Linked DNA regions of Mus musculus: region 2 is linked to region 1. The links are chromatin contacts, called in public promoter capture Hi-C maps. All regions are on one chromosome and are shown on one strand. Each heading gives the region's core, a stretch centred on a gene start, on an enhancer-like site or on the middle of the called end of the contact. The rest is flanking DNA. Distances are from core to core; before and after follow the strand shown.

What was found. Capture Hi-C pulls out chosen DNA fragments and counts their contacts.
Region 2: a promoter capture Hi-C map of adipose tissue shows a contact between it and region 1. The contact joins the promoter of Tmem234 here to the promoter of Zbtb8b in region 1. A contact is called at or near these places in 8 of 39 promoter capture datasets (the 3T3-L1 cell line, 3T3-L1-derived adipocytes, the C10 cell line and 5 more), 1 of 15 datasets of contacts at CTCF or cohesin (the NIH/3T3 cell line), 6 of 484 Hi-C or Micro-C datasets (CD8 T cells, the P5424 cell line, double positive thymocytes and 2 more), 7 of 115 datasets of contacts at active chromatin or transcription factors (the HPC-7 cell line, effector CD8 T cells, embryonic limb bud and 3 more) and 2 of 9 other capture datasets (adipose tissue and liver).

The regions. Positions count from the first base shown.
Region 1 is chr4:129,438,975-129,442,552 of GRCm38.p6, reverse strand. Zbtb8b (zinc finger and BTB domain containing 8b) reads left to right here and starts at 1,735. Exons shown (of 4, transcript NM_153541.3): 1 at 1,735-1,779.
Region 2 is chr4:129,598,663-129,602,240 of GRCm38.p6, reverse strand. It overlaps Tmem234 (transmembrane protein 234), which reads right to left and starts at 1,561. Exons shown (of 5, transcript NM_029748.3): 1 at 1,510-1,561; 2 at 1,107-1,258; 3 at 1-46. The coding sequence starts at 1,525. Eif3i (eukaryotic translation initiation factor 3, subunit I) reads left to right here and starts at 1,593. Exons shown (of 11, transcript NM_018799.2): 1 at 1,593-1,647; 2 at 1,740-1,832; 3 at 3,199-3,286. The coding sequence starts at 1,645.

The DNA.
Region 1 (3,578 bases), core at 486-2,985:
GGGCTAGATGAGGTGTTATAGGTCAAGTGACTAGCCTTTGCAGGCGGGGTGGCGCATGCGCTGAGTCCCAGCATCCGGGAGGCAAAAGTTTGAGGCCAGCCTGCTCTACAGATCAAGTTCCAGGACAGCCATGGCTACACAGAGAAACTCTGTCCCAGGGGAAAATAGGCATTGTATGATACATTTTAAGCCTTGTCTATGTTTTAAAGAAACGTGGTACAGCTGGAATGATGATGGTTCGGCGGTAAAGAGCACTCGCTGTTCCTACAGAGGACCCGGCTTTCATTTCCGGTGCCCACGTGGTACCACCCAATTGTCTATAACTCCAGTTCCAGGGGATCTGAAGCCCTCTCTGGTCGGCTTTATCAGTCACACACACGGATTCCAGAAGAAATCAGAAATTGGTAAAGGCAAATGTAGATTCATTGACATTTTGACCAAACCTAGGAGAGAAAGAAGTCGAATTTCTTCATGATCCTGCCTATTGCCACTTCATAGCTTAAAAACAAACAGCTGGAGAGATGACTCAGTGGTTACGGGCACTGACTGCTTTTCCAGAGGTCCTGAGTTCAATTCCCAGCAACCCCATGATGGCTCACAACCATCTGTAATGGGATCCGATGCCCTTTTCTGGTGTGTCTGAAGACAGTGACAGTGCACTCACATATATGCAATAATAATTTAAAAAGTAAATAAATAATGTGTGACACCACAAAACAAACAGTGTGTGTTCCTGCACGTGCTCGAACGCCCTCCTGTGTGTATGTGGTCATCAGAGGTCCTCAGACTCCTTGGAGCTCAAGTTGCAGGTGGTCGTGGGCAGCTTGATGTGGATGGAGCCTGAACTCAGGCCCTATGCAAGAGTAGAACATGCTCTCAACCACCCAACCACCTCTCCAGCCTCAAATAGGGCTTTGCTTTTTTTTTTTTTCCTTCTTATCCTTTGGGCATCTTGGTACATGTAGTTTTGTCTTTTATACAGAGTGCTGAGAGTCTTGGAGCCACTTTAGCTTCAGAGACCCCATCTTGTACATAGTCTCCATCTTGTACTAGGCTAAATTTTAAGAAACAGCTGAGCTCCCGGAAATGGGTTCAGGCTCCAGGCGCCCCACAGGAATTTAGGTCCACATTACCCTACCCCATGCCTTGCTGGTTAGCACCCAGTCCGGTCTGAAACCCAGCAGCCGCTACACAGGCTCTGATTGGCTGGCCTCAATCCAGGGCAAGTTATCAAGAAAACCATCTGAGGTATTTGACAGGTAGTAACCCACTTAAGATGTCAGGTGTGAGAAACGGTTGAAATACAGCATGCATGCACCCGATTGGCTGCCCCTACCCTACCTAATCTGTGGGTTTTGTTGTTGTTGTTTTGTTATTGTTTTTTATGTTTTTGTTTTTGCTTTAAAAGGTTGTTCTGACTCTCCCTGACACGGTTTGGATCCAGAACCCAGCCGACTTCCTAATATACCGGTTTTTTGAATAAAGAAACTTTTGTTGGCTCGAACTTGGTTTTCATAGTGGATTATTTCCCAAAGTCTCGGACACTAACAAGACCACAACTCCCATCACCCCATGAACGCTGGAGTCTTCAGAGCGCATCCTCCAGAGGTGGGTACCCGGACCATTGACGGACCTGCTGGCTGAAGGGCCCGCCTTCATCAGCCCAAGATCTCCCACCATTGGTCATCTTCCCCGCTTCTCACTGGAGGGCCGCAGGTGAATGAAAGGGGGCGTGTCAGTACTCTCAGCTCGCTGGAGGTGGCTGGAACCCGGTGCCAGGTGAGAACACAACATCCGATCGGCGCCGCGGCTTTTTTGGTTTTGGGGAAAGTTAGGGGCACCTCGGGAGGCTGGCTCAGGGGACAGAGTGCAGGTAGCAGGGACGGTTGCCGTCCTCAGCCAGCTTTGGACCGCCTGGCCCAGTAACTCCCTGGACCCCGGCTGCGCAGAGTCGCTCTCAGTGGTAGACCCTCCCTCTTCTTGCGTGGGGTGGGTGGACACCGAGGCATATGCCCACCCTCCCTGGCTGTGGGTGACCCACCCCCTCACGGTTCAGGTGGGAGTTCTGGCTTCTGCTCATTCTGATCCTGAAGGATACCCAGGCGCCAGGGCTTGGCCAGGCTGGGCCAGTGTCCGCTTGGGCAGTGGTCACTTTGCCGGCGGGAAGACCTGCGAGAGGCAAGGCCTCGGTTTTCACACCCAGACACCAGGGACTGTGCCAATTACCTGGTTCCAGTGGCCTCTTTAGGTTGTCTGACTCTGGATGGAATGTTCCCGGTGTCTTGAGAGCATTTTAGCAGAAGAACCGAAGATGGCAATTGGTCAAAAATTCTACCCCTGCAAAACTCTTAGTTCTTTTCCCCTTTTCCTGGGCCAGAGGAGGGAGTGACTTCCCGGTCTATTGCTAGACCTGTTAGAGGGTTTGGGGAGATCGGTAAACAATGGCTAAGGATTGCCTCTCAGGAGTCTGTAGAATATGGGTTCTAAATCCTGGACGTGTAGCTTTATCTTTGAACCTCAGATTCCCTCTCTGAAAAATGAAAATATTCTGCACTGTGTTAGTATGATCCTAAAATGAATGTTTGTCAAGTAGTTTTCTTAGTGCTTCGAAATGAATGATGTGCAGGAAATTCTAGTCATACTAGTCATTGGAGAGCAGTTTTTATTCTCAGGTTGGTGGAACTGGATGGAGGAGAGTTGTCAGAAAGACGGGGCTGGACATACAGTGCTGATGAATACTGTAATCCTAGCACTGGAGAGGCAGCGGCAAGTGGATGGGACTAGCCTCTGCCTCTCTGCTTCTCTGCCTCTCCGTGCTTGGATTAAAGACAAGTGCCACCACTGCCCAGCTTCGCTTTAATTTTTAAAAATTACATTTCTGTATTTATTTATATATTTATTTATTTATTGTGTGTGTACATATTTTCGCGGAGGTCAGAGTTCAGCTTTTAGGAGTTGGTTCTCTCCTTCCACCATGTGAGTGTTGAGCGTCACACTCAGCCCAGCAGGCTTGGTAGCAAGTGCTTTCACCTGCTGAGCCATCTCACTGCTCCAGTATTTAGTGACTGTTGAGTTGAATTGGAATCGTGTGTAGATTCAGAGTGCCATGAATGTGTGTTAGGCCAGTGCTAAGCTGTTTTCCAACGAGAAGTAGGGGTTTTCAGCACAGCCCAGGGACCAGCATGCCCGAGACCAGCTTTGCTGATTAGATTAACTATGGACTGATTATTTACCAAGTTTGGGTTCATGATGCTCCTGCCTCATCCTTCCATGGCTGGGACTACAGGTGTGTTCCCGACACCTGGCTAGGACAATTAGAAGTAAAACTCGAGTCCTTTAACATATTTCTTATCCCTAATACTTCTGCTGTTATATCTTTCTTGAATAATTGTTCAGAAAAAAAATTCACCATATAATGAATAAACATACACACACAGACACACACACTATAATTTGTTTTGGATCTTGTGGCTTTCTTTCTTTTTTCAATATATCTTGGTGACATTTCAGTTAACTATAGGTAGTTCTACATGATTGAGTCTTTTAAAAATTTTAAAATATCTTTTATATGGCTATTT
Region 2 (3,578 bases), core at 312-2,811, 160 kb before region 1:
AGTAGAGAAGGGATCCACTCTGATTGAGGAGAAAGGGCATCAGGTACTAGAAAGAGGAGAGACCTGTCAGGGGCTGCCTGCGTGTGCAACGGCTTTCCCAGTTCTCAACCTTCCTAATGCTGCGACCCTTTAATCCAGTTCCTCATGTTGTGGGGACCCCCCAACCATAAAATTATTTTCATTGCCACTTCACAACTGTAATTTTACTACAGTTATGGACTGTCACGTAAGTATCTGATATGCAGGATATCTGGTGTCAGACCCCTTGCCAGTTGTTACCCAGTTCGAGAGTCCCTGTTCTGGCTTGCACCTTCCCACGGGGGTTGGCATGGTTACAAATGCTCAGGGACCGCTCATGTGTTTGAAGACCCCTTAGAGCAAACAGAGAAACGCATTCAATGTACTCTATTGCCTTAAATGCCCTCTCCCTCGTCATGGCCAGTTCCCATCGTCCCTGCTGGTATAAGGCCTTGAGTGACAGTGTTACCCCTTCTAAGTAGCCCACTCCATGTCCTCCAGCTTCATCTCTCTGTACAGAATTCACACAGTACTATAAATATAGTACCTCTCTCCTTCCCCCTAACCCTCAGAGTAGGGCATATCTAGCTAGCTTACATAGGCAGCCATGGGCAGTTCTCGATAGCTTTCCTTATGTTCTACCCCAGGGCAAGTTGAGCCGAAAGAAAGCTCAACTTGGTGATGATGACCTTAAGAGTAGTCCTGGAGCCTGGCAGTGGTGGCGCCTTTAATCCCAGCACTCAGGAGTCAGATGCAGGCTGATCTCTGAATTCGAGGCTAGTGAGTTCAGGGTAGCCAGGGATACACAGAGAAACCCTGTCTCCAAAAACAAACAATAAGCAAAAATAGTCATTGATTGAACATGTACCCTGTACTAGGCCCAATGCTAAGTGTTTTATGTGTCTTACTTGAGTTCTTATATCAGCCCTATACAAGGGTTATCATTAAATTTTCCATTTTTTTGACGAAACAGACTCACAGAGGATAAATGACTCTTCCAGGAACTTCTAGTGAGTAAGAGATGGGCTGGGAATACGGCCGACCTATGGTGAAATTTTCAGGGGCTCGTCCGTGAGAGCTAGACGCACCTCAGTATTCCCGAAGAGAGCCTTTATCTCCTGCAACAGCTGCCAGGCCCACGTCCGCTCACGCACTTGCTCCAGGCCGGAGGAGGCTCGCTTCAGCAGCGGCTGCGTGCCACCCCACAGTGCGGCCACCAGCACCAGAGCAAGCACCTGCCCTGAAAGCAAAGGGTCAGAAAGTCACCCGGGTCCTCCTCCGGCCTCCTGCACCCTGCTGCCCGGCTCCATCTCCCTCCCTCCCTCTTCCCGCCGGGCTGTGATCGGTCGGGAGGACCCGCCCAGAGGGCGGCCGAAGTGAGACCAGGGTGCGTGGCTCAGCATTCCTGAGGCTCGGGGATGCCAGGAGACTGAGAACAGAGCTCCCGAGCCAGAGTCGGAGCCCGCGGAGGTGGGGGGCCCGGCTACCCACCCCAGGACGCCGCCATGAAAACGCCAGGCCCTTCTACTTCCGGGAGCGAGAGGGCGGAGCCCCCGCATCCGGAAGTCGTCCCTAGTCTTTTTCCGGTCCCACTCACATTGCCTCTCTCCTCGCGTCACCGCCAGGATGGTGAGTTCCAGGCGCGGCGTGCTGCCGTCGGGGGGCCTCAGTAGGCATGGGACGGGGTTCCCGGCACTGACACCCCGGTTCTGTCCCCACAGAAACCCATCCTGCTGCAGGGCCATGAGCGGTCCATCACGCAGATCAAGTATAACCGCGAAGGAGACCTTCTCTTCACCGTGGCCAAAGACCCTGTGAGCGACTGCGTGAGGGCGGGCGGCCGGGGGTCCGGGGCGGGGGGCCCGGAGGGGGCGAGTTCGCGCCGCCCGGACTGCGGGTGGACAAGGTTTACTGCCTGCGGGAGGGAAATTTTTCTGATAAGTAGGGAAAACCAACCCCATACCGCGGTAGGTTGGCGACAGCATTCCGCCAGGGAAATCTGGAAGGGAAGGGTACCTAGCCAGGGAGAAGAGAATCAGGAGACTGGAAGGGAGCCCAGGGACAGGACAGGACAGAATCAAGTGGTCTGTTCAATCCCACTTTGTTTCCTTTGGGGATTGTCTTTTGAGGCATTTGCATTGGAGGCAATAAACTGATAGTTAACAGTGGAGAGTTAAGTCGGAGCTTGAGATCTGAGCCCTAACTCCTGCTCCTACTAAGCAGTGTGACTTTGAACATGACATTTACCTTTTCTATAAACCACAGTTTTCCCTTTTAATAAAACATGGAGACTTTAATTAGCTCCCTCAGCAGAGTGAGGTCATTTCTGTAAATCGTTTTGCACTGTACCCGATGCATGTAAGTCACTTATTTTAAGTTTCATAGACATGGTTTCATTGGAGCTTCACAGCTGCCCTTTGAAGAAAGCTGTTGACAAGAGTGGGGTATCTGTCCATGGTGGCCAGCACACCTCTCCATCCTCCTGCCTCAGCCTCCTGGTCTTGGGAATACAAGTGTGTGCTACCACACACAGCCCCTCCCAGTCATTTTTTTTTTTTAATGTATGTGTGTGTAATGATTTTGTTTATTTTATGTGTATGGGTGCTTTGCTGCATTGTATGTCTACATAGCATGTGAGTGCCTGGTGCCTGTGAAGGCCAGAAGAGGATATCAAATCTCCTGGAACTGCAGATACAGATTGTTGTAAGCCATCATGTGGGTGTTGGGAATCAAACCCAAGTCATCTGGAGGAGCAGCCAGTGCTCTTTAAGCTCTGAGCCTTCTCTTCAGCTCTCCTAGCCATTTAAAGGAAGGGAGCTCTGTATTTAAGATCACACAGTGAGCTAGTGACAAAGCAGTGGAGCCCATACATCCTTACTGTCATCCGGAGTCAATTGAACAGGACCCGAAAGGTTTTTTTTCACACTGCAACTCAGGTTGGCCTTTACCTCTTCTGACTCCAGACAAAAGCACATGAGGATGCTATTGGAGGCCTGGCTCTTCTACAGCTTATGTTAGGAAAGGAGGAGAACCCAGGAGCTGGGCGGTCCTATCAGCTCTTCACTGGTAAATGAGCAGAAGGCAAACCTGGCTTGGCTAGAGCCTGCAGAGGGTTTGTAGTGCAAGCTAAGCTATTGATTATTTTGGGATGTGACCATCCTATCATTTTACTCTTTCCAGATCGTCAACGTGTGGTACTCTGTCAATGGGGAGAGGCTAGGCACCTACATGGGCCACACTGGAGCTGTGTGGTGCGTGGATGCTGACTGTATCCTTTTGGCCATGGGTTAGCCAGCCTTGGAGATACTGGCTTTGGCATGTTGTGGCGGTCTAGAGAATAACACTCCCTACTCCCAGCTACTTCATCCTGTGGGAAACTAGGACAGGTTCAAGTTTGGGAATTCAGAGGTCAGGGCACTCTGAGGTAAAAGTGAGAAAGTCTCTTTGGGACTGACCTGGGAGATGCTCTGATGGCTTCCAAGAAGATATGGACTAGGTGGACTATGTATTCTTATTTGTATATATGTGCGTGGTGAATCTGTGTGCACAGGAGTAGGGAC